6 separate regions of the Mus musculus genome follow, and regions 1, 2, 4, 5 and 6 are each linked to region 3. A link is a contact called in public Hi-C and HiChIP or PLAC-seq data. All regions are on one chromosome and are shown on one strand. Each heading gives the region's core, a stretch centred on a gene start, on an enhancer-like site or on the middle of the called end of the contact. The rest is flanking DNA. Distances are from core to core; before and after follow the strand shown.

Region 1 (4,327 bases), core at 1,285-3,784, 410 kb after region 3:
CTGCATTCATGTGCACATGCCCACACATATGCACATACTTAAAAACAAATACAATCTTCATTAAAAGATTTCGTCTTTCAATACAGGGTAGTATGAGATTGGTTGGGAGTAGAAAAGTTGGCTGAAAGGAGGAGTGAGACTGGTTACCTGAGTCTCCATCTACAAGATGTGTCAATGGTTTCCTTCTTCCCTACCTGGCCTCAATGGCAACTTAAAAAAAAAAAATCCTATCTATCCTTATAAAGCTCTCTACCATGAGAACTTGATATGGGTTCTAGGATTTTCTTGTTTGGTTGATTGGTTGGTTGCTTGTTTTGTTTTGTTTAGAATTCAGTAACTTTTTTTTCTAGATCTCTCTCTCTCTTGCTGTCTCTCTGTCTCTCTCTGTCTCTCTCTGTCTCTTTGTCTCTCTCTCTCTCTCTCTCTCTCTCTCTCTCTCTCTCTCTCTCTGTGTGTGTGTGTGTGTGTGTGTGTGTGTGTGTGTATACAAGACATAGGTGTGTGGGTAGGTACAGACTAAAGGTCAATGCTGGGTGTCTTCCATTATCATTCTTTGCATAAACTGCTGACATGCCTATTCCATGGTACTGTTAGAGGGAAGGTTTTTATTGTAGCTCTAAGAGGACAGCCTGGGGCATCTGGAAGAGTCTGGAGCAGAGAAGAAACAGAATGAGCGTGGCCAGCAGTTTTGACCTGGCCAGGGCTATCTGCAAGGGAGGGAAAGGCGGTATGGGGAAGAGAGGGAACAAGGCAAGAACAGTAGGCTTAAAGAAGGAGGAGCTTGCCTGAGGAAGGGAGCTGGAGGGAGTGGAGGGTGGAGGAGGAGATGAGAAGGGCTAAGAAGCTAGCATGCACTTGGAAACGTGTAGCAGGGACTTGGGGTCCTGAGGAGTCCTGGAGGCCAGCATGAGCTTTGATGTGCTAATAGGTACCACAAGTGACCATTTGCCCCTTCTGCCAGCGGTAAGAGAAATGACTCCTTTTGGTAGAGGAACTGGCTTCATGAGTTCCTGAGGAATGCTGCCTTTTATCTAGCTGCCAGAAATCCTCCGCTGTCCAGGTTGAGCTCATTTCTGGATCTTTTAGAGTTTGGGGAATTGGGGTTTCCTTTGGAACTGACTCTCTCTCTACCTTATATTTTGAGACAGAGTCTCTCACAAAGCCTGGAATACAACTAGATGGCCAGTGAGCTCCAGGGAGTCTTCTAGCTCCCCACCCCCACCGGCCAGCATGGGGAGTGCAGATGTGCACCACTGAGCCCCTCCTTCCTGTTGGTGCTGTGATCTAAACTCGGGTCCTCATGAAAGCACTTCACCAGGGGAGCCATCTCCCAGGTCTCCAGATGTTCCTCTGCAGGGAAGTGGTTTTTCACAAGTTAGCCTTCAGATGGTTTGGTCTTTCCTCACTAAACCCTTTCTCCAACGCTGGACAAAGGGAAACCATGCTAGAGAGTTCTGCTTATATAACTAATTTCATTTGACAACTACAACACATGCCAAATATTTAATATTTCACAACCCAGGATTTTTATGAAGTCCCTTTATGTTTCAACACAGTACGGCATTCAAAGACCATCTGATCCTTTATCCAGCCCCTTACATCCCAAGGGTGCAGTTAAAATTCTAGGGGGAAGAAGCAAACTGCTTCACAGAATAGCATCATATCCAGATCCTCCCGTTTATTCCTCCCCTCCCTCCTGTTTTCTCTGGGGTGGCCAAGTCAATACCCTAGGCAATTCATTTTTACCACCACTCCCAGGGGCTGGGAGAAAATCCCTCCTTTGATCTGAGAATGATTGTATTGAATCTTCTCAGTGCCAGCAGCGTTGTAACAAATGGCCATTATCTGAGATGAGAAAATGAAGGAGAAAATGCTCTGTGATCTATAAAATCCTAACTGCTGGTGATTGTTTTATTATCGTTAGTAATTTATTTGTTAGTATTGTTATTGCTGCTAATAAAGTGATCCCTCTGCTTCCGGGCTCTATGGTCTTCATGCTGGCTCATACAATGCCTCGGGAAGATTTTTAGATGCTTCAGGATAAACAGGGGAGGAGACCTTGTCTCCAGCGGCTCCGAGCCTCTGGAATGAGTTGCCAGATTACCAAGAGCCCACCGTGCCAAGCTGCTTCTAAGAGCAGCTTCCTTCTGCTGGAAGCGTGGGTACTGTGTTCACACATTCTCCCAGTGAAAGGAACTACCTGTGGGGATGAAGTCTCCAGCATTCCACCGTCAAGACCCATCTCTAGACCTAGAACAACATAAGGACTTGGCCACCTTGCCCCTTGATCCTCCATCTTCCTCTCTAAGCCCTTTCCCCCTTAAGTTCCCCAGTCAACTCTTTGTAATTCAGAATCACACAAAACACCCCCCACCACCACCACCAAGAAAAGGTTATGAGTCAAGTGAAACTCTGAGTAAGCAAATGTATCTGGCACTCAGAGCCATGGAAAGTCGCTTCTACCGCCAGAGGTGGTTAGCCGACTCTGCCCATAACTGTCCACAAGACAGCTCCACAGAGCAACCCTGATGGGTTCAGACGGGTGGAAAGGGAAGTACTTGAGAGGTTTTTCAATAAATAAGCCTGTGTAAGTCCTGGTGTGTAGGGATGCCAACTGCTTTCTCAATCGGAACCTTAAAAAGCAAAAAATAGAACTTTAAAAGAATAATTTATAATGATCAAAGATAAAATAAAATATTCTAGAAGAAATGTAATTTCAGGGTGAGCAGCTGGTTTTATGAGGGAGATAATGCCTGCCTTCTTTTTTCCAGGACTATAAATGCATTTTTATTTTATCTTTGCCCCAGCCCTAGTGTTGCTACAAAAACCAAATGTTATTCAGAAAATTATTCCATCTTCCTTCTAGGGGTTACTTGGCAGTATCCTTTTACAGACCCACCTTGTGCTATGTAGAAGCATGACTTGAGGATGCCCTGAACAACTGCTACGTATCAATAGCTCCAATCTTTTACTTTTCCAAACAAATGAAGACTCAGCCCTCTCTATCTGGGGACAATCTGAGTTGGGTCCATGTCTGCCATTGTGTGGCTCATGTTTCCTACCAACTATTAGCAGAAAGGGCAGATAGGGTCCTGGCTCTTTCAGTTGTAGGGAAAGGCTAATTTTTAAAATGTCAACTAGAATATAGAGCCTGATCTGGAAGCAGTCATTGTAAAGTCACAGGCTGTTCTGAAATGTGTCCAATAGAAACAATAAACCTGGCATGTGGCATTCTGCTCACGATAACTCCTTGGAGTATTTCTGCAAGTTACTATTCCAGAGCAGGGAGATGGAAGCCACACACAGAGGTCATCTTCCCCTGGTTACTCCCTTTGTCATGAAAGCTAACTCATGAAGATAGATATAGATATAGATGATATAGATGATATAGATGTAGATAGAGATGTAGATAGAGATAGAGATAGATATAGATATAGATATATGGTGAGCAAGAGACATGTGGTGTGTGTGTGTGTGTGTGTGTGTGTGTGTGTGTGTGTGTGTGTATGTGTGTGTAGGACAGAAGTCAACGTTTGGTACCTTCCTTGAATGCTCCCACCTTCTTTCATTGAACTGGCTACTCTGTGACAGGATCGACTGCCTGGCCAGGCTAGTAAGCTCCTGGATTCTACGTGTCTTCATCCTTACTACACCAAGGTTAAGATCTGCACTTGATCATCTCTAGCTCTCTGATGTAGGTGCTGGATATCTGAACTTGGGTCCTCCTGCACAGACAAGGAGTGTGTTAGACTAAGCCATCTCCTCAGTCCCTCATAAGGATATTTTTATATTGGGCTGTATTTTTAAAATTCCATTCAGAAATAGGTTTCCCAAGTCCTATGATAAACACTCACCTACTAAATTTAAAAGATCTACCCTTTGATAAGAAGAATCCACAGAGACCACAACGATGTTCACATAGATGACATAACTAACAACTAGGAATGGAGAAATAAAGAAGTAATAGTTTATCCTTAAATGGATGCCCAGTCACTCAGAAAATCTGCAAGTTAAAAAGGTCCTCTTGAAGAGAGAGTGAATGATGACTTCAGAAAAATCAAAATACATCAAGAGAGACATCTAAGAGAGGAATAATGGGTGGATGTTTTTTGAGTGATTTTTAGGTGCCAGACACTGATTTAATTGCTTTGTTTGTATGAATGTATTAGTCACAAGGTCAGAGCTAAGGAAATGCAACCTAGTCATTGGTACCTGAAGTGGGGGAGGTCAGGAAGGATTGTTAGAACTCACTGAAATATAACACATTGAGTGCATGTTGTGAGTTGGAAGACAACTTGCTATGTTACACACACATGCACACACACAC
Region 2 (3,954 bases), core at 469-2,968, 270 kb before region 3:
ATACATCTAGACCAGTACACATAAATGAAATAATAGAATAAATCTGAAGTTTAAAAAGTGTTCCTAGGACTCCACTGATGACCTTTCTAGAAGATTAAAATACACCAGCTTCATAAATGTAACCATCTCTCGCTCTCGCTCTCTCTTGATATAAATAAAAACATACATGCTAAGTTTATGTGTATCTAAAAATCTGAGAAATTATATGTGTATACTTCTACAAATTATGTGTTCATACATACACATATGTAAGATATGTTTTTGGAAACACACATGCACAGAGGTCAAGCTCTCAGTCCAGACCTACTTTCTGGTTTCAGGAGAGGTACAAAGGGAGCTAACTTAAAGGGGGAAGAACGGTTCTCATATCATTTCACATGAAATCCAGGGATGTCTGAATTTTTATGGTCTTCTCAAAGGATCTTCAGCCAGATTTTGATATCCCAAGACGGTGAAGGAAACATGAGTGTCTGGGCCCCCACCTTACCATCCAACCTTTCTGAGGCTGACCCATCACATGCAGCGGTTACCAACAAAACCAATGGACACCTGGAGCAAACAAGACCTTGAAGACAGGCAGCCTTATGTTTCAGTTCCTGTAAGAAATGAGCAATTCAAAAATATTTTCTTTTAACTGAGTTAAAAATAGTTGAAACTGAAATAGATCATCCTATGAAACACTTACAGGAGTAGAAATGTGTATTTTACCAACTACCCCCACCTCCGCAGCCGCCCCTTTTCTTCCCTTAAAAAAAATGTGTTGTATTAGAGGAATTGGGCCGCGGCAGCCAGGATGGAATGTTCACCATGCCACTGGATGGCAAATTGGAGGGAAACATGCCTTTCATCTTAATTATAGGCTGGAGAGGGCAACGCTCAGAGTTCTCTTCTACCATGAGCAGAGGAACTTTCCCAGGGTATTTTTTGTCTGCATTTCTGACTCCTATTGGATTGCAAGCTTATCCATGTGACCCAGCAGGGTCCACTTGCCATAATAAGTTTAAAAATATGCCAGAAATGTTTTCTTTAGTGCAGCCTCTGAGTGTCAAACATGTAAGTGATGGCACCCCCTCCCCTTGCGACTCTGCTTCACCTTTTCCCAGAAAAACGTCTCTTTGTTAGAGACCTATTCTTTCTCACTGTTATTCTTCTAGAAGGTTCGATAATCTGTGGATATGTTTGTACATGGAATGGTTGTAGAACTCCATTCCTATGTCTCTGTAAAATGTAGCTTTTGACTGATAGAATAATTGAAGAAAGCATTGCATGCCTTTGGAAGACATAGATTTTCTTTTCTTTTCTTTTCTTTTTATTTTTAGATATAGATTTTCTTCTCCCTCTTTGAGTCTATTCCCAGTGACTCACCTCCAGTCAACTAGGCTCTTCCTACAGTGGGAATGTGTTGGCACTGAGTCATCTGTTCTCTGGTCAGATGTTCTCAGAAGTAGTGAGTTGTATCTAGATCTAAGGGTGATGGTCAGCAACTCTCTGAGTCCAGCTAACTTTAGAAAAACATAATTAAGTGATCAAAAGCATGTCTTTGGTGAAGAAAAATTGGACTAAGGTGATTTGATGCTTTGATGATATTTAGTTGACTTTATTTCCTAATATTATGTCACCTGCATGTTGGTTCTATCAGGTTGTTGCAGAAAGGAAATTTAAGACTGTGTTTGATGTATTTGGCAGTGTTGGGGGTTATTTTAATGAGAAAATCTGTAACCACGGGCTTGCAATCGACTGAGCCAAATGGCTTAAGCAGAGCTCGAGTTTCACTTCTGTGACTCTGATAAAGCAGCCTGAGAAAAAGCAGCTTGGGGTGTGTGTGTGTGTGTGTGTGTGTGTGTGTGTGTGTGTGTGTGTGGAGTTCGTTTTAGCTTACTGTTCCAGGTTATAGTCCATCATAGGAGGAAAGTCAAGGCACCAGAGGCTTGAAACAGCTATAGTCATACTATACCCACAGTCAAGAGCAGAGGGGGTGAGGGGAGGAGAGAGGAAGAGGAGAGAGAGAGATAGAGAGAGAGAGAGAGAGAGAGAGAGGGAGAGGGAGGGAGAGAGAGAGGAATACATGCATGCCCACTTGCTTGCGAGTTCTTGGCTTGAATTCTTTCCCCTTATACAATTTAGGATCCCTCTGCTAGGGAGTAGTGCTACCCACAGTGGGATGAGTCTTTCTTTCTTGATTAACTTAAGACAAGCTGTCAAGATATACTTATAGGCCGAGCTGATATAGACAATCCCTCATTGAGTTTCCTTCCCAGGTGATCCTAGGTTGTGCCAAGTTGACAGTAAAAGCTACCCATCCAAGATAGTTTACATAATCCCACTCAGAAATAGGCATTCGATGAGGCAACCTGAACTTAGAGAAACTGACAGCAGCAACTGCATGTTCTCTCTCCTGTGTGGATCCTAGCTTATAATATGTTCATGAGCATATACAAAGAGCTATAAGTATGGGTGTGGGACGACACGAATATAGGTGGTGAGGAAGGATAGAGTGTAGGCACAGGGCACGAGTCCTGGATGAGGATATAAGCCTAATTGTTCTACTGATTTAAACTGTCACAGGTTTTGTTGTTGTTGTTTGTTTGGGTAGCAAATGCTTTACAATGCAATGCATCATGAAAAGTGTAAAACCCTGAGTGAAGCCCATGGCTTCAGAACGGCCATTCTACCTGGACAGAAGTTCACCGAGATACACAGTTTGGGACTGGGCAAGTTTTTGCTTGGATGACTATCTTAATCTAGTTGTATGATATTTTCACTGGTGGGTTCATTACAATCCAGTGATGTTATTAAAATAGATTACCAAATCTACATATGAAAGTGGGAGGGGGTAGGAAAATCTTCCACCCGCTGCCTGAGGGACTACTGTCAATTGTTAACTTAAGAGTATAGTCTCTGAAAAATTGACCATATTCCAGTGGAAGACCACCCATCCAAGAATATTTAGGCTATATACATTGGCCTTGATGAGACTAAAAAACGGGAAGAGGGTGTGTCTCTAGGAGAAGTTGGGAGGAGGGAGTGTAGATATTAAAATACATTGTACAGATTTCTAAACTACTGCTACTACTACTGTTACACCCCCACTCCCACAACACACACACACACACACACACACACACACACACATATATATATATATATATATATAGAGAGAGAGAGAGAGAGAGACAGACAGACAGACAGACAGACAGACAGAGACACAGAGACACAGAGAGAGGCAGACAGACAGATACACACACATACAATGCTTTCATTTTGATAAGGATAGTGTCCCAGTATTCTGATTCCTAGATATCATTATCACTCACTCTGTTTGGACCAGTATTTCTCAAATAGGATCATTGTCAGGGCCACCAAAAGGCATTTCTCAATGCCCAGAGGTGAGTCTTGTTGGAATACCTAACAGTGGTAGGAATAGAGGCTACCACAGTGTTGTTAAATGTTCTATTATACAAAGACTATCCTTCATAACAAAAACTTACCTGGTTTAAAATATCAACTGGTGTAGAGACTGAGAAACTGATTTAGAATGTAAACTCTACTGTGTATTGTTTGGTCTAGAACTCTGTCAGGGTTACTGAGAGAAACATGCCTGCCTACCTATGAAAATCTCATCACTCCTCATTCATTCCAGGTCCGTTTGAATGCTACCCTCCTTTGAACTGAGTGTTATTGGTGCCTGAGTTAGGCTCTTGGGTTTCTGAAGTCAGCGATCTTCCAAAGAGGCTGTGAGGGAGGTGATGTATAAGGAACAGACGAAAGAATTAGCCAAATCTTTCTGATGGGAAATGCATGCATTTGCCCAGAAATAAAGTATAAATCTGAAGCTGAAGGGGGCTTACTGCCACTTCTGAGGCTTAGGGAGAATTTTCCACACTAAATTCGTCCCCAAAGCAAGCTTATATTTTCACCGATTTAAGGAGATTTTACTAGTTTGTGGTAATGTGT
Region 3 (4,160 bases), core at 61-2,560:
GAGGTGCCTGAGTTCCCTGGGCAAGCACTCATTGTTCAACTGGATCACCAGTCTACAGAGAAAGCAGCTCTGTGACCAGGCTGAACTGGCTGACTAAGGAGCAGAGATATGAAGCTATTCCAGGGGCAGAGAGAGAGAGAGAGAGAGAGAGAGAGAGAGAGAGAGAGAGAGAGAGAGAGAGAACTATGTAAAAGTAAAAGCAAAGGAAAGTGGGGGGAGGAGCGGGGAGGGTTCGGCAGCCAACAGCTTCGATGGAGAAAGCTAAGTTCAGAACCAGTCATCCAGATTGGTCTGCGGCTGCTCACAAGAACAGTAAGGTTTTCCTTCCTTCTCTCTGAGTGGGAACAGTGTCAAGACAGGCATTTGTACATGATCGTTGCAAAGGGCAAGCAGAATAGCTCAGTGGGTAAAGAGCTTGCCAGGCAAACGTGAGGACCAGAGTTCAGATCCCCAACCCCTTAGTAGAAAAGTCAGGTGTGGTGTCATTCTCTGCCCTGAGGAGCAGATCTAGGCAGGTGCCTGGGGCTTATAGACCATTTAGACTCATTGGTGAATTCCAGCGCCCATCGAGGAGGGAATTTGTCTCACAAATCAGAGTGAAGGATGCCTCGCCACCTCCCAGTGCGGAAACATGTTGCCACGTTATACAAACCGTCCCTTTCTCTGCCTGTCCATGTGGTTCATCTGCCCTGTGCATCTCAGAACAAAGAAAAAAAAATCTTGCAGGCTGGTTGTAAAGGTTTTGTTCACAGAGGCTGGCCCCAGGGCTAAATGGGTGAGTCCTGCCAGCCACCAAACCTAGCCTGTATACCTGTATACACGTGCAGCATTTCTCTAAGCAAACTGTTTCCTTAATATGGTAAAATCTGCGGCAGCCAAGGGGAAAAACCTGTGATCTCAGAACCCAAAACTGATGACGGAGTCACAGCCCCATATTCCTGAAAAGCACTCAGGCTTTCTTTCTGATCAAACCAGAAGCAAGCAGGAGAGCTGGGGGATGGGGGCGTGCTGTTCACCGCTCACTCTCAACAAACTCTTTCTCCCGTGAGGCAGAGAGCACAGTGGTTTAATTCACAGCTTCTGGGGCTTTTAAAAAATACTAAACCATTCAAAAGTTTTCTATACTAACCAGCGTATCTAAAGATCCACAGGGATAAATAAACGCGGTGAGCTGGCAGGGGCCTTCGGTGGCATAATGACTGCTGGTTATAAACAGTAAACAAGATATAATCAGCAAGCACAGACGACTGCCCAGTCACGCGGGGCATAAATCATTAGCCGAATGACTTCAGCAGCACTGTCTCCGAAGCAAAATTAAGCCGACGGTTCCCCCTGTGGCAATAATGAAGTACTGTAATGCTGGCATAAATAAATAAGTAACCCAGAGAAGAAGGCTTTGTTGTGCCTTGGAAATGATCGAAGGTTAACGTCTCATAAATAACTGTGTAGCGCAGCTCTCATCTCGGGGAAGCCCTTTGCAGGGGTCAGGAGTTAGGGAGGACGTTGTTGTCTACTCCTGTAGACATGGAGATAGGCACGGTGCCTGCTCCCACAGTCCCTGCAGCTAGCGTGTGCTGTAGGTAGGGCATGGAGTCGCTGACATATTACCAATCTCAAAATGACAAATTTCTCTCTACTGTAAAGGCAGATATCATTCACTGATTCAGAAAGAGCCAAAGAAATGCTAAGCAGAACACAGGACAGAGAGAGGACAAACCTCTAGCTGGCCAGGGGCTCTCAAGCTAGATTGCCAACGACCTGAAAGGGAAAAATTTTCAATTCTGACTTTGGCCACAGGACCCAGCCATATGTCTTCCACATTCATTTTGCTGAGTGCCAAAGTTCATTTAAAAAAAAAAAAAAAAAGAAAGAAAGAAAGAAAAAAAGAACTGGCTAATCACTTGTTCCTCTTGGATAAGTGAACTTGGCTATGGGACGTGATCACACAAAAAGACTCCAGGGAACATCTTGATCCCTGGCTGTGCTGACTCAATATCTTGTATTTCTCACTCCAATTTCTTTATCTGTTTTACGAAGTCAATATAGCTTTATCACCATCTCTGAAAAGGAGAGATCTGGGCGAACTGCTGTGAGCTCGCTGACTTGTAAACACAGCCACATTTGTATCTTTTCACAGTGCTGGGCTTTATTAAATAACAATCAGCTAGGTTGGTTTTATTGGCAACATTTGTCAAGGAGTCCCAAAGTCTCCAGGTAGCTGGCTGAAGAAATAGGTTCTTTTATTCTAAGCTCAGATCACACATTACAACAGCAATTATACCACACACACACACTACACAGTAAATATATCAATACTATATAGACATAAAACTTATGTTAGGTTACACATGGCTACCACTGCAGAATTCTACACTGTACAAATAGCAAACAGAGAGAACAGTTAAAACAGACTGTGTCACCAGTGAAGGCAAATCAAGCTGAAGACCCTGGGATGCTGGAATGTTCCCTGCCTGTTGTCCCTTTAAAGCACACACAAGGTATCAGGTGACAGATCAGCAGAGTCACCACTGTACATGGCAGTATTATATGTTCCAGGTGAGGAAGTTTCCTCTTTCCTAAGGCTGGGTGCTTTCCTGATATGATTGAAATAAGCTCATGTGCTTAGATCATCTCAATGTACCTTAATTACATATGGTAGCATGTTTTCTCCTTCCAGGAACCAATCATTCATCAGCCTGTGCCTCATTGGCTGACAGAGCGAGCCATTTGTATGTACACTGAAGTGCGCAATCATCCTTCATCTTCAGTCTGGATTCAAAAGCTGCAGGTGAAACAGTCTCTCTCAAGGCAGGGCACGGACCACTGTTTTGCACAACATGGGGTGACTGGAGTGGGGCCGAGCCTGATTCAACACTGGCTTAGTGTCTTTTTCAAATGTCTCAATAGTAGAGTTTACTTTAAAGTAGCATTTTAACAATTTCCACTGGTTCTAGGTTCCTACCTGTGGGGAGACTTCTCTTCCACAGCACAGCGTGCCATCTGTAAAGTGAGCTACCAGCTTCAGGGTCTCTTTAAGTAAACTAAGATTATGTCTGATTTGATGGGACAGGGACGCAGCCTACAGTTTTACAGATGGCTTTCACAGGGCAGACACTTCAAAGGCTTAGATTCCTAATCTTGCCCTTCCTTCCCTGCCCCTTTCTATTTTGATGCTTCAAACAGATTGGCATTAACAGATCAAAGCCTACGCTCAGCAGGTCTGACTGTGGTTATGATAGCTTTGCCTCTTTGAATATCTGCATCCTCCTTTATTAATCTATAATGAGAAAATATAAACGGAAGGTTCATTACCTCTCTGTCCTTATAGGAATAAGGCTTCAGTTGGTGAGTTATGTAACCTCTGAGCTTACATTTCCTTGGATGAAAAGATCACCCACGTGCTTGACTGTGGAACAGAAGTGAACATTTGAATGAAATGGCAAATAACACATCCAACGTATGTTCAAAGACAGGTCAAAGCCAGATTGAGGGCAAAGCCAGTATAGTTATGAATAAAACATTGTTCACCTCTTCTCCCTGCTCACCTCTCCTAGCCTCTCCTCCCTTACACTTTCATGATCTGCCTAATTTCTTCAAGAACCCTATGAATCCATGAGGGTCTCCCTTTATGTTCAATTTTGGTTGCTCCCATCGCCTGTGATAGTTATGACCAGTTCAGGCCAATGCCAACAAGAGAAATAGGAATGATACCTGTTTCAGGCTAAGAGTGAACCAATCCAGAACCAGCTGGTCCAGATGGATTGCCAGGGCTATGCTCTACCAGGCCAAAGGATCTTCCAACCTGAACACTCATTCAAAGATAGTAGCTGCCAGGTTTGGCGAGGCATACCCATTATCTCAGTACTCAGGAGGCTGAGGAAAGAGGATTGGAAGTTCAAGGCCAATGTGTTATATGCAAAAATATTGTACCACACAAAATAAAACCCACAATCAAAACATAGTTATAACAATAAGTGATTGCTACCAGGGAGTACTTGAGATCCTGGTGCACTCCATAGCACTACCAACAAACAAAAATGAATCTAGCAAGTACAAGCATAAAACATTAGTACCACTCAAAGCAGATCAAATATCTAATAAACTCTTATTAATACCAAAACATATAAAGAAATATCATGATATATTCATAAAAAGACACT
Region 4 (3,808 bases), core at 164-2,663, 430 kb before region 3:
AACCATAATTGCTTCCATCAGACAAGTCTGTGGAGCATTTTCTTTATTAATGATTGATGTGAGCAGGCCAACCCACCATGGGCAGTGCCACCCCTGGGCAGGTGGTCCTGGCTGAATAAGAAAGCAGGTTGTACAAGTTATGGGGAGCAAGCCAATGAGCAGTGTTTCTCAATGGCTTCTGCTTCAGTTCCTGCCTCTTTGGTTCCTGCCTTGACCTCCCTGGCCTGACTTCTCAGGGATGATCTGTGGTCCACACGTGAAAGATGAACTAAACCGTCCCTCATTCCTCTCCAAGCTGTTTTGGGTCATGGCATTTATCACAACAACAGAGAAGCACACTAAGACACTGGGGAGAGTCCTGTAAAGTCAAGGTCGGTCTGAGTTACGGTGAGTTCCAGGACAGTTGTGTCTATATAGATGTTCTGTCTTAAACCAAACCAAACCAAATTCATGAGTCAATTGGCTTACGTCACACGGGTCTTAGGAGAAGCTAAGAACACACCACGAAGCCGACAATGGTCCTTGAGTCTGTGTCTTCATGTACTATGCAAGCCAGCACAAAGACATATGAAACATGGCAGGCCACATGTCCATGTCTGTCGAAAAGTATCAACCATACTTCTGTAGTACTGTTTCTTCATGTGCCCATGCAATAGACATGTGTTACTAGTATACAATAGCTCATTTTATTCAAAGGATAAACAATCTAAGACCAATAAGCAATGTGCAGAGCTTGGCGGGGTTAAATATAAACCAAAGGCCCTTTCTCTGTCAGGTCATTAGAGTGCTAGCATGTGTCTGCAGTTTAGAACCTGGATGGTGGTAACTACTGGCTGGAAGACTTTCTTAAAAGAGGACCCCCAGGAACAAAGCGTGTGGCACTTACTTAGGCAGGTGTCCAGCATGGCAGCTTAGCCATAGGTATAGGAATGGTACTAGATGAAACATAGCAGGCCACACCTCCACGTCTGTGAAAAGTATCAGCCATATTTCTTTAATACTGTTCCTGCAGATGCCCGTGCAATAGATATATGTAACCAGTATACTAGTTACTAGTCTACGAGTATGCGCCTAGCATATTTGGGATAAAATTCAGTTCCTTGTACTGAGTTTCCTCACGGTGGAAAAGAGGTCTGGCTCTAGAAACAGTTCAGACCCTGCTTTTAGCTTCAGCTTTGTCTTTCTAAAGTGGATGCATTCATGCCATTCAGGCTTATGAGTCTTCTCTTCCTCTCCTAGAAGGCTACAGAACAAGGCAGAAGAGCAGCTTGTGATGCCAGGGCAGTAGAGGCGACCGGTGTGCAAAAGGTAAATGTTCTTCTTTGTCACAGGAGGGGGATTCTAACACAGCCATCCTGAGAGCCAGGGGCAGATCTCTGCCTAGTCACAGCAGGGTGCACACATAGCTGTCCGATGACTCACTACCAAATGCTTCCTAAAAGAGACTCCTTAAGTTACCGTAACATTTCAGAACGGTATTTATAGTGCCAATAGAAAAGAGGTGGAGCCAGGGACTTGGAGCCTCTCCGCACCCTTGCTTTCCTGCCAGCTAGATCTCTCTGTCAGTTTCCAAACCTTCTTTGTTCCCTGACCGGAGGCAGACACTGCAACAAACAGTCTCCTGATGTCCGGGGGGGGGGGGGGGGGGGGGGGGGCGTGGCAGGGCTCTACCCTTGCCGCTATCCCACCAACCCCCGAGCTGGACTCTCCAGTCTGCTCTGCATCTCGATGAAGCTTTTCTCTCTGTTTATTAGCAGTTCAGATGCACTGTCTGGAAATAAGTGGGCAAGCCAGTGGCTGTTTGTTCTGGTGTTCTTCCACTATGAATGATATGTTTTGGTGGCTTTCCATTTGTTACCTAGGATATGACCAAAGGAGGCAGGGGTCTGCTTGAGAGTCCTGGAAGGCTATGAAGGAGGGCTTCCTTGTTGGTAGGATGGGCTAATTGAGTTCTTGATTAACCACTCACTGGCCCCTGCCCACCAGAGCTCAGTGTCCTCCCAGAACACCAGGACTTCTGCATACATATTCTTATTTTAGCTCTTCCCCGGGGGACACATAAATGTATATATCTGTCTACCACTATGCTATGGGATTTTATAGCAATGGCTACATATTAGTATTGCATCCATCACCATTCAACTCACACAAATGGGTGGTCTTGTGAAAAATAAGCATCAGGTTTGCTGCTCAGTGCCTACTGTATCAGATCCATTTTCTCCATCTTAGCTTCGTAACCTCCCAGAGCTGAGCAATACAGTGGTCATTACCTACAGTGGTTACAGATGAGATGGCCGACTCCAGAGACATTAAGTAATGTTCTCTACAATCTCTCTGATTGTAATTGGTGAAGCTAACATTTGCATCTCTGGAGGTCTTATTGTTTACGATCTCCTTCAGTGTCTCCCGACTTCCTTGTGACTGTGACAAGAATGTTTTCCCAGTGTGAATTAAACTAGGAAGATGTGTGTTTGTTGTTGTTGTTGTTGCTGTTGCTGCTGTTATAATCAGGTCTCTCAGTGTAGTGCTGACTAGTTTAAACTTCAAATCCTGCATCCACGCCTCAGTGCCTAGACTGCAGAATTACAGGTGTACACCAACATACCCAGCTTAGAAAACATATTTTTAAAAGAGACTCCTGGACTACATGGGGCATGAAAGCAGAAAGCTCACTGGGGAGCTGGAGGGAAGCAGGATTAGGACAAGAATCACGACATTTACACATTTCTACATAAAAATGTCATAATGAACTCCATTTCTTTGTCTGCCAGCATAAAATAATACACAGAAGTGCAGTATCTTAAAAAGATAGTGCTCCTCTTTGAAAGAGAACACTTGAAGACTTAGTACTCCAAATAAGTTAGTAATTCCATAAAGAGTTTTGAAATGTATTATCATTATGGATAATTTCAAACAGAAACCAAAGTAATAAGAACAGTACAGTGCCTCTCCCTGCTACTCCCAACTATGGCTGGCCTATATCTCTACTTACATTCTGATTTTTTCCCCCCACTGGATTATTTTGAACGTAATACCAGATTTTGTCATTAATTGACAAGTCTTTTTTTTTTTTTTTTTTACTGGCTAGGGTGCAGTTTCTGGAATATAATCACGCCCAGATGATTTGGATAAAAGGAGCAAGAGAAACTGGTTTCTTCCAAGGTTCAGAACTATACACCCACTGTTCTTTCTAGAGTGGGCTGAGAGCTCATGCTATCTTTAGAGTCCATTAGCTCTTTAGGAGTAGCAGATGTCCTCCTATCGTAGTGCGATGTGGGAGACCTGTGAGACAGTACTCCTGTGTCTGAGTGTCTTAGACAGTTCTTAGATGGACTCAGGGCATGGGACACACAAGGACTCCTCTGCTGAGAAGCCTGGGTCAGCACAAGTAAGGGGCACTTTCAAGAGGCATTACTTTCTTTTCTGTTATAGATTTCATATGCGATAATGCAAGGAGATGTCACTCTTTTCAGACACCGGACAAACTTTCAGAGACTGGGCATTGATAATGGCATCAGGAAAGAGAATGTCTGCCCTGAGAGCCCAAATCTTATTGGGAGAAGTAGACACATTTGAATGCGTATAGGGGAGCTTGCACATAGTTAGGAGAAGGTTGGTAGAAAAGCCTCACCTATGCTGGGCTCTCATCGGAAGAAAACGTGTATACTTTTAGTCTTTGTTATGAGTTGAGTTTTTACCATAACTAGGTAATAGCCAGCTGTGTTAGTGCATGCTGGTAATCCTAGAACATAGGAGACTGAGGCAAGAGGATCTGGGTTAGAGAAGTAACTAGTAGGTAAGATGTGGA
Region 5 (4,015 bases), core at 607-3,106, 440 kb after region 3:
TTCAAAGCAACAGTTATATATAGACTTGCTTTGTCATAGTGTACACCTGTGGCTTCATCCTTGGATCTGACCTAGAATAAATGTTTTTCTTTGATCACAGATCTACCACAGCTTATTTCTCTTCTTAGTGTAACTTATGAAAGCTTATTGCATTCCTTATTATTCAGCCTTTACTTACTATTCTATGAGGAGGGGCACATTCTATTCTTGATTCTAACTTTGTTACATCTTTCTGACAAAACCATCTCATTAAACTTTCTTCTTAAAATTATTTGAATCAAAGCAGGAATGCTATGATTAATTCACCTAATAAAAATTCATCTTCATGTTGATCAGCAGGAAATTTGCCCAATAGGATGAGCTGATGCCCAAAATTCATTAGGCTATGTAATAGTGACAGGAAAGGCATGTCAGCAGCAAGAAGCAATTCTGGAATGAGGTATCCAGGGCTGTGCCTCTCCTGAGTGCACCCGATGCAGTCATACAGAATGTGTGGCCATCTCCAGGAAACTTACCTTGCTTGCCATACCCTTCCCTAGATGACCTCTGTAGTGGGTTGGTCTGATGCTGCTTGTACTCTAATTCTAAATACTGGTTCCTTGAGATGTGGTTGCCCCCAAAGAGTAGATCCTCCTCAGGTACTCAAGGGTACTCAAGTGATGCTATGTGAATCTTCTCCTCAATCTAACTGATCAATAAAAGTCTAGAACTTGTGATTGGACAGTGTAAGGAGTAAGGTGGGACTGGAAGTTCAAAAGAATGTTGCAGGTAGGGAGAGAGGAAGTTGGTGGAGGAGGAAGCCACCATGGACCAGAACTGCACAGCCAGGAGAAACAGCAAGTAACAAGGGGCTTTATAGCTGGGGAATAAGTTAGTATAGCCCTAGATTTGCAGAAGCTAGACTGTGGCTTGGAAATAAAATTCCTGGATTGTGTGTCTTTTATAGAGACGTATTAGGATTATAAATTCCTACTATACCTTCTGTCAGTGGAACTATTGGGAAGTGATGGAGCCTTTAAGATATGATGCCTAGGCAATAAAACCTAGATTATTGAAGATGTGCCCTTGGAGGGGACATCGAGAGCCTTGCCTTGTCCTGCTTTGCTTTGCATCCTGGTCACTGTGGGCCTAACAGACCATTCTAAATGACCATAAATTGAAATCTCAGAAACCAAATAAGATTTTTCATCTTTGTGAGTTTGTTATCTCTGTATTCTTGTCACACTGATGGAACAGTAACACACTGTCAATCAGAAGGAACAGCAAGAGGACTGGGAAAGCAGGCCCTTGGAGCTAGACAATGGCTGTGAAAAGTGAGCACTGCCCCTACAGGGACCTGAGCTCAGTTCCCAGCATCTAGGCCAGAAGATTCATAGCTGGAACACTAATTCCAGAGGTACCTGATGCCTCTGGCCCCTGCATGTACATGCCCTGCACCTCTGCATGCATGCACAAGCACACACGATTAAAAATAAAATAAATCCTTTAAAATAAATAGACCCAGAAAGAGGTGGGGGTTATCTATGTTGGGTTGGAAGTGTATTTTTAGATCAGGAGATCATGTTGTTGCCACTTCAGTTTTTAAACATCCTAAAGTCATCTCCCAATCCCAGTAAATCAGATCTGAAGGAGAAGTCTGCTCAGGTACAGCACTGTCCTAAACGTTCCAGCTATCCCAGAATACAGCCAAGTTAGAGAAACAACAGCTCTGCCATCAGCATCTAGGGGAGAGGCAGAGGTGACAGAGAAAAGGCCAAGCTCTGCACCGGCCTTCCCAGAGCCAGTTCCACAGCCTCTGGAAGCCCAATCTACAGCACTGCTTATCCACGCTCACACACTCGGGTTGGCACTCGTCCTGACTGTTTCTAATGCTGCCCAGAGGGCAAACCGTTCCTGCAAGCGATTTCAGTGAGTCAACTGAGTATGCATAACTGAAAAGTTGCAGGCACAGCAACCAAGGCAGCCTTATTCAAAGACAAAGAGCTGTAATGAGAATAGACTAGAATTAGCCTCTGCTCAATTTCCAAGGGTAAAGAGCAACTGCCTCGCGGCCACCAGTGAGCCCCGCAGATGCCAAAGGCTTGGCATGGGCTAGGTTCAATTGTTTCTAAGGAGAACAGGAAATATTTATTTAGGATTAGAGGCAGCTGCTTCAATGGGACAGCTGGGGATGCTGGAAGATATAATTAAGAAAATTGTATGAGGGAGGTCTGGAAAGAGACCAGGAGGCAGGGGAGACTAGGTAAAAGTTGTTTGTATTGGGTTCTTCTGTGGGGGCAGCTGAGTGTTACTAGGCACTTAGAGGAGAAAAAGATAAATATGGCATCTAATTAGCAGCTGACTTGGGGGGTTGCGAGATCAAATACAGGGAGAATCCTATTATAGCTGCTGCTGTTGGTCCTCAAAACCCTCTTGTTGAGTGACTGCACCCATCCTAATGAGTGTCTGCTAGAGACAAAGGAACGCTGGTAACTCTGTCTCCGCTCAAGGCTCTTTTGCCTCCCCTTCTAGAAGGGAATGCCCTCTCCTAAGTCAGTGGCATTTGGGAAGGGATCAGCTGTTAAGATTATCATCATCAAAAAGTATGCCAGAATTACCAGAAATAAAAGAACTGAGCTGTGTGGAAAAAGAAAAAAAAAAACAATGACTCTTTTTGTTTTCTGGCCATATAAAATTTGAATTGTTTTAGCAAAATAAGGAAGTAACTCCTTTGCCATCCCACCTTCTGTAACGTGTATAGACACTGAGTGGTTGTTTCATCCTATGCTGGGACACACCACTGTCTTTTGTATCAAGTTAAAACTGATTCAATAAAAGAGAATTTATTATCATTTTTTCTGTGATGGATGTGTGTGTGTGTGTGTGTGTGTGTGTGTGTGTGTGTGTGTGTGTGTGCGTGCGCACGCGCGTGTGTGTTTCCTACATGTGTATATGCCTGGTCTCATGGTTTGCCTAGATGTGTATATATGCAAGCACACATGGGTGTCTTCCATGATAGCTCTCCACCTTTTAAATTGAGGTAGCATCTCTCAATAAACCAAGAACTCACTGTTTCATCTGGTGCAGGTAGCCTGCTTGTGTGGGGATGTCCTGTCTCTGCCTTCCATATGCTGGGCCACCACACCAACATGACATTTTAAAAAAGGTATTCACATCTTTTAATCAAATTACACTGATGCCTTATAAAATGTGAGGTTCAACATTTGTTTTCTTTTTAAAATATTCCTGAATCTCTGTTTTTTAAAAATTGTGTATTTATTTGATGTATATGAATACACTGTAGCTGTCTTCAGACACACCAGAGGAGAGGGCATCAGATCCCATTACAGATGGCTGTGAGCCGCCAAGTGCTTGCTGGGAATTGAACTCAGGACCTCTGGAAGAGCAGTCAGTGCTCTTAACCACTGAGCCATCTCTCTAAGAACCAACATTTATTTTCTTAGAATCAGAGCACTGGATAATTTCAAACACAGTTACTTGGCCAATAGATAATATGTACCTAAATAAAATATATGCAGAACTATAGATTGCAACTCACCAGACTTTCTTTTTTCTGGCTTTTGAGACAGGCTCTTATTATGTATTGGGGGCTAGTCTCTAATTCACAGCCATCCTACCCCCAGCCTCCTGAATGCTGGCATTCCAGGCATATCTACCCCACGTGGCATTTTTCATGGTCTTCATGCTTTTTTGCAAGTGTCTTACCTGCAGTCACCTCTCCAGTCTTCACCTTACCCATCTCTTATGATTCTGTGATTACAAGCAGGAAACAAGAGTGTTAGTGAGTTAGAGTTATTGTGGTGGTTCCAGGAACAAGAATTCTTTCTGATTACAGTTTCCTCTCCTACTATTTCAAGATGTAAGAATCAGAGGAGCAGCTAGATAAACCCACCTGGAAAACACATCTCTAAAGGTATGAGTGGCCTATTTTGGGGTGGGGGGGGGGATGCATGATTTTAATTAATCTATTATAACAATATAAAAACTCAAATACATTTAAAATAAATGAAAAGTG
Region 6 (4,098 bases), core at 1,320-3,819, 300 kb before region 3:
AGGTCCCATGGGTTAGATTACATACGATTTACTATTGATTTTGAACTCCCCTTAAAGCCATTGGAATACCAAGGCAATGTCTGGAGACAGCTCTACAAAATGCTCATACTATTATAACAACACTTCATGAGCGTCTACCAGCTATCATGTCAGATCATCATATTAGGTTTTATTTCTTACCAAATTTAGTGCTATATCTAACCAACTTATAGAGTGAAGGCTTTAATCTCCTTTGTGAACTGGGGCTGAAAAGAGAATTCATATTGCTCACAATTGTACAAATGAGAGCTAGCTGTGGTGACTTAGCCCTATAATCCCTCTTGGGATTAAGACTTCAAGACCACTCTCTGCCACCTGGTACGATCAAGACTAGCCTGGGGCTGCATACACCCTTGTTTCAAATCAACCAATCAATCAATCAAACAAACAAAAACACACAACTGATATTTGGTGTGAGAGGCTTAAGTTCAGTCTTTTGTCTGTCCACACCATTCCAGTCATCCTGACGGTATTCAGTATTTATTAATTTTTTCTTTTCCTTGTAATTTCTTAATTTGAATCCTAGGATATGCACCTAAAAGAGGCTGAAGAGATTTACTTTTCAAACCGAAGTTAATTTGGGAGAATGATATCAACCTAGGCCCGGTCTTTGAACCTGATTCCAGAAACTGCCAGTAAAGTTGACGATCATTCCAAGTTGACGATCATTCCTTGGTGAGATGCTTGCTAGGAAAATGGTTTAAGAACCCAGTCGACAAGTGTCAGTACAGTATGCTCTATTCACTGGGCGATAATCAGTGCCCTGAAGTTCTAAATGTGACTTTCAGGGGACCTTCAAAAGAACAAGTTAAAGAATACTTGGCTCTGCCCTTTTTGAGTGATGGAGAAGAGCTTATACCTTGTTAGATTCTAGATTTTCTGGATCCATAACCCTTTAACATGTTAATTTGGTGTGTGTGTGTGTGTGTGTGTGTGTGTGTGTTCCTCTTAATATACATACTCCAAAACTTTTGTGTTTATTTGGGTGTTGAAAGACTTTGCAATGTGTTGTTTATACTACTAAAACTGTTTCTTTGGATTCTTTCCTCATAGTTAAAGGGCAAAGTTCTGCCTAAGAGCAAAACTGCAGGAAGCAGAAGAGATGACGTTAGGCTCCATGCTCACCTGCCTTCTTGACCCACCACTCCTGGCCTTTCATTTGTCTGATTTATTACTTCTTGTTTGTCCCTGTGACTCTCTGTCTTTCTCTATCTCTGTGTCTCTCTATCTTCATCTCTCTGTGAGTATGTATGCTCTCTCTCTGTCTGTCTCTCTCTCTCTGTCTGTCTCTCTCTCTCTCTCTCTCTCTCTCTCTCTCTCTCTCTCTCTCTCTCTCTGTGTGTGTGTGTTATTTCTCCCTTCAGTAGCAGTGATGTGAATCAGGTAGCTAGCTTTCATAGTCAGGATGAACAATAAGTATCTACCTTCTACACTGCAGAATCTAAATGAAACTTAGACAACTGAATTCCAACTTACACATTAATGTTAGGACTGATGGTATTCTGATGATGACAGGCAATATTCCTGTTAGGCAATTCCTCTTATTCTGTAAATATTAATTTGCAGATAGTTTTGGTTAATTGGCCATGTTGGCATTGAATCTTGTAGTTACTTTTTGCTGAGTAGTTAAGTTGTATATATATTTTTAAAAATATTTGTCGGGCTGGCGAGATGGCTCAGCCGTTAAGAGCACCGACTGCTCTTCCGAAGGTCCTGAGTTCAAATCCCAGCAACCACATGGTGGCTCACAACCATCTGTAATGAGATCTGATGCCCTCTTCCAGAGTGTCTGAAGATAGCTACGGTGTAGTCACATATAATAAATAAATAAATCTTTAAAAAATATTTGTCAGTGGTATCTTTAATAGGATTCAAGTACACTTAATTTCTTTTAATGTGTCTGGACTCAGTGGTCCACAAAGTCCTTTTCTGGAAGATAAGCAAAAAAATCACTTAGATGTAACTTTGTGATCCAACAATCCTTCTACCTCCACGTATTTGGAAATCTGAACCACCACGTCAGATCTGGTGTGACTACCTCTTAGGTTTATAGGACATTGATTAAGACACCAATGACTTGCCTTAGATTTGATTTTGATTCCTTTCAGAGGCCTTCCATGCATGACTCCAACGTGATTGTAAGCTAGTACTTGTTAAGTTCACTGCAAGGTGAAAGGTCATTTGTATGATTTGTAGTGTCAGTGGTCATGCAACTGCCTGTCAACATCTCTGGCAGCTCCGCAGCTCATGGAAAATTATGATACCACACGGAAGCCCTGGCCCTCTGCATCTTGTTTTGAGATTGTATTTATTTCAAGAAGTTTTAATTACATTTATTTATAAATGTGCATGTAAACAAACACACACAATTGAACACAGAGTTTATAAATAGCCACAAAACCATTCTAATTAAATGTCACATGGATTGTAGTGGGAGAGAATCAAGTGGGGCCCTAGGGCTTTTACTGCTTATTTCCGGTTTCCTTCTCTCACAGGACTTTGCTTTTGGCATCTGGATTGTTGACACGGGTGACTAAGCCTTGGCTTGGAGGGCGTTCCAGTCTCCAAGTTGCTGACTTTTGCTTTCCACCTGGGAGCTGGGGTCATTTTTCCAAGTCACGCTGCATCCTGGTTCCCAAGAAGGGATCCTGGGTGGGAAGGAGGCTTGGATCAGGAAACCAGGGCTCCTCAGAGGCAGCTTGCTGCTGTCCTGGGCTTGAAGTCAATGTCCTGAGAATATCCATGGACTCTCTGGGCTGGTCTGAGTAGGAATGGCCCCATTAGACTCATGTGTTCGAATATGCTTGGCATTAGGGAGTAGCATTTTTTAGGAGGTGTGGCTTGACTGGAGGAGGTGTGACTTTATTGTAGGAGGTGTGGCCTTGTTAGAGTATCACTGTGGTGGTGGGGCTTTGAGATCTTAAATGCTTAAGCTATGCCCAGTCTAAAACACATATAGTTCTCTCCTGCTGCCTGGGATCAAGATGTATACCTCTCATCTCCTTCTCCACCACCAAATCTGCCTGCATGCCACCATGGTTTATGCTGTGATGATAATGGACTAAGCCTCTGCAATTGTAAGCCAGCCCCAATTAAATGTTGTGTTTTGTAAGAGTTGCTGTGGTCATGACATCTCTTCACAACAATAAAACCCTAACTAAGACACTCTCAAACTGCCTTTTAAGAGGCATCTTAAGACTGGACCAAGGGTACAATCAGCTAATTAAAAGAAGCATAAATTCAATTAAACACACACATTTTTGCTCATGAGCCAGCAGTTAACCAGTTTGGCTATTATTTCAAACCTTGATTTGAAGCAAGATCTTAGACAACAAAACCCAGTACGCTTGCTTTGATTAGCTTTGAACAAGAAAGTCATGCTGAAAAAAAAAATGAGTAGATTATATGAATTCATTTAAATGACAATTTTATTTTCATTCTTTCTGCCAATGGTTTGGATCAAAATTTAATCCTTATATAATTCGTGACCTGAATGATATTTAAAATATGAATCACTTCAATAGTAAGAGTCTCTAATAGGTTAAAATATGGTTGGTTGTGGCACTGTGGCTAAGGTATCTAAGTTGATAGAGTACTTATTCAGCAAGGCTGAAGTTCTGGGCTCCATCTCCTGCATTGCATTGATGAGTTACAGTGCACCCTGTAATCAGGAGGATAAAAAGCACAGGGTTATCCTTGGCTATTTGGTGAGTTATAGGCCAGCCTGGGACACATAGGTCACTGTCTCCAAAACAAACCCAAAAACAAACAAACAAAAAAACAAAAGGAGGGAAACTATGACTATAGTTTTAGTTAAAGGCTGAGCATGTTACTGGGTGATAGTTTCTTGCTAACAGACTTCCCAGCTTCCCTTGATGCCTGCTAACCAGTTTTGGAAGGGAGGGACTATGGTATGGTAGTCCTTGTAAGGGTGCACATCCTATCTTCTTCTGTAGGCTTTTTGCCATCTGCACATAAGTGTCAAGATACTCCTTACTGTGCATAACCATGGTCCCACCTAAGGTCAGACCAAGCCTTCTGTCCTTCTCCTGATGCCTT

Evidence for each region. A called contact is a pair of places that touch in the nucleus more often than the background predicts. HiChIP or PLAC-seq counts read pairs in DNA pulled down with a chosen protein or histone mark.
Region 1: a Hi-C map of uterus shows a contact between it and region 3, with 2.6 times the contacts expected there. The contact joins two enhancer-like sites.
Region 2: a Hi-C map of muscle stem cells shows a contact between it and region 3, with 2.0 times the contacts expected there. The contact joins two enhancer-like sites. A contact is called at or near these places in 1 of 15 datasets of contacts at CTCF or cohesin (the NIH/3T3 cell line), 23 of 484 Hi-C or Micro-C datasets (the C2C12 cell line, the G1E-ER4 cell line, the HL-1 cell line and 12 more), 5 of 115 datasets of contacts at active chromatin or transcription factors (differentiating embryonic stem cells, embryonic fibroblasts, embryonic stem cells and 2 more) and 1 of 9 other capture datasets (embryonic stem cells).
Region 4: a contact with region 3 is called in a Hi-C map of the N1E-115 cell line, with 7 times the contacts expected there. The contact joins two enhancer-like sites. A contact is called at or near these places in 3 of 484 Hi-C or Micro-C datasets (the N1E-115 cell line, cardiomyocytes and cochlea) and 4 of 115 datasets of contacts at active chromatin or transcription factors (cardiomyocytes, differentiating embryonic stem cells, extraembryonic endoderm stem cells and 1 more).
Region 5: an H3K4me3 HiChIP or PLAC-seq map of embryonic basal ganglia shows a contact between it and region 3, with 4 times the contacts expected there. The contact joins two enhancer-like sites. A contact is called at or near these places in 10 of 484 Hi-C or Micro-C datasets (the N1E-115 cell line, adipose-derived mesenchymal stem cells, cerebellar granule neurons and 6 more) and 2 of 115 datasets of contacts at active chromatin or transcription factors (embryonic basal ganglia and embryonic limb bud).
Region 6: a Hi-C map of muscle stem cells shows a contact between it and region 3, with 2.2 times the contacts expected there. The contact joins two enhancer-like sites. A contact is called at or near these places in 6 of 484 Hi-C or Micro-C datasets (the N1E-115 cell line, embryonic fibroblasts, muscle stem cells and 1 more) and 2 of 115 datasets of contacts at active chromatin or transcription factors (embryonic fibroblasts and pancreatic cancer cells).

Annotation. Positions count from the first base shown.
Region 1 is chr1:185,771,533-185,775,859 of GRCm38.p6, reverse strand. No RefSeq gene overlaps it. Among named protein-coding and RNA genes, the nearest start is that of Gm35023, 160 kb to the right of the region's middle. Within about 2 kb of position 2,534, at least 16 of the 459 cell types and tissues checked have an H3K27ac peak or open chromatin away from gene starts, as enhancers often do. A contact at or near this core is called in uterus, where this site is marked.
Region 2 is chr1:186,452,340-186,456,293 of GRCm38.p6, reverse strand. No RefSeq gene overlaps it. Among named protein-coding and RNA genes, the nearest start is that of Gm35426, 32 kb to the left of the region's middle. Within about 2 kb of position 1,718, at least 31 of the 459 cell types and tissues checked have an H3K27ac peak or open chromatin away from gene starts, as enhancers often do. A contact at or near this core is called in muscle stem cells and myocytes, where this site is marked.
Region 3 is chr1:186,179,946-186,184,105 of GRCm38.p6, reverse strand. No RefSeq gene overlaps it. Among named protein-coding and RNA genes, the nearest start is that of Gm35201, 44 kb to the right of the region's middle. Within about 2 kb of position 1,310, at least 99 of the 459 cell types and tissues checked have an H3K27ac peak or open chromatin away from gene starts, as enhancers often do. A contact at or near this core is called in the N1E-115 cell line, embryonic basal ganglia, muscle stem cells and 2 more, where this site is marked.
Region 4 is chr1:186,607,741-186,611,548 of GRCm38.p6, reverse strand. All of the region lies in intron 3 of Gm35546 (predicted gene, 35546), which reads right to left. Among named protein-coding and RNA genes, the nearest start is that of Gm35546, 22 kb to the right of the region's middle. Within about 2 kb of position 1,413, at least 149 of the 459 cell types and tissues checked have an H3K27ac peak or open chromatin away from gene starts, as enhancers often do. A contact at or near this core is called in the N1E-115 cell line, where this site is marked.
Region 5 is chr1:185,739,647-185,743,661 of GRCm38.p6, reverse strand. No RefSeq gene overlaps it. Among named protein-coding and RNA genes, the nearest start is that of Gm35023, 120 kb to the right of the region's middle. Within about 2 kb of position 1,856, at least 31 of the 459 cell types and tissues checked have an H3K27ac peak or open chromatin away from gene starts, as enhancers often do. A contact at or near this core is called in embryonic basal ganglia and muscle stem cells, where this site is marked.
Region 6 is chr1:186,477,227-186,481,324 of GRCm38.p6, reverse strand. All of the region lies in intron 1 of Gm35426 (a long non-coding RNA gene), which reads left to right. Among named protein-coding and RNA genes, the nearest start is that of Gm35426, 7.2 kb to the left of the region's middle. Within about 2 kb of position 2,569, at least 46 of the 459 cell types and tissues checked have an H3K27ac peak or open chromatin away from gene starts, as enhancers often do. A contact at or near this core is called in muscle stem cells, where this site is marked.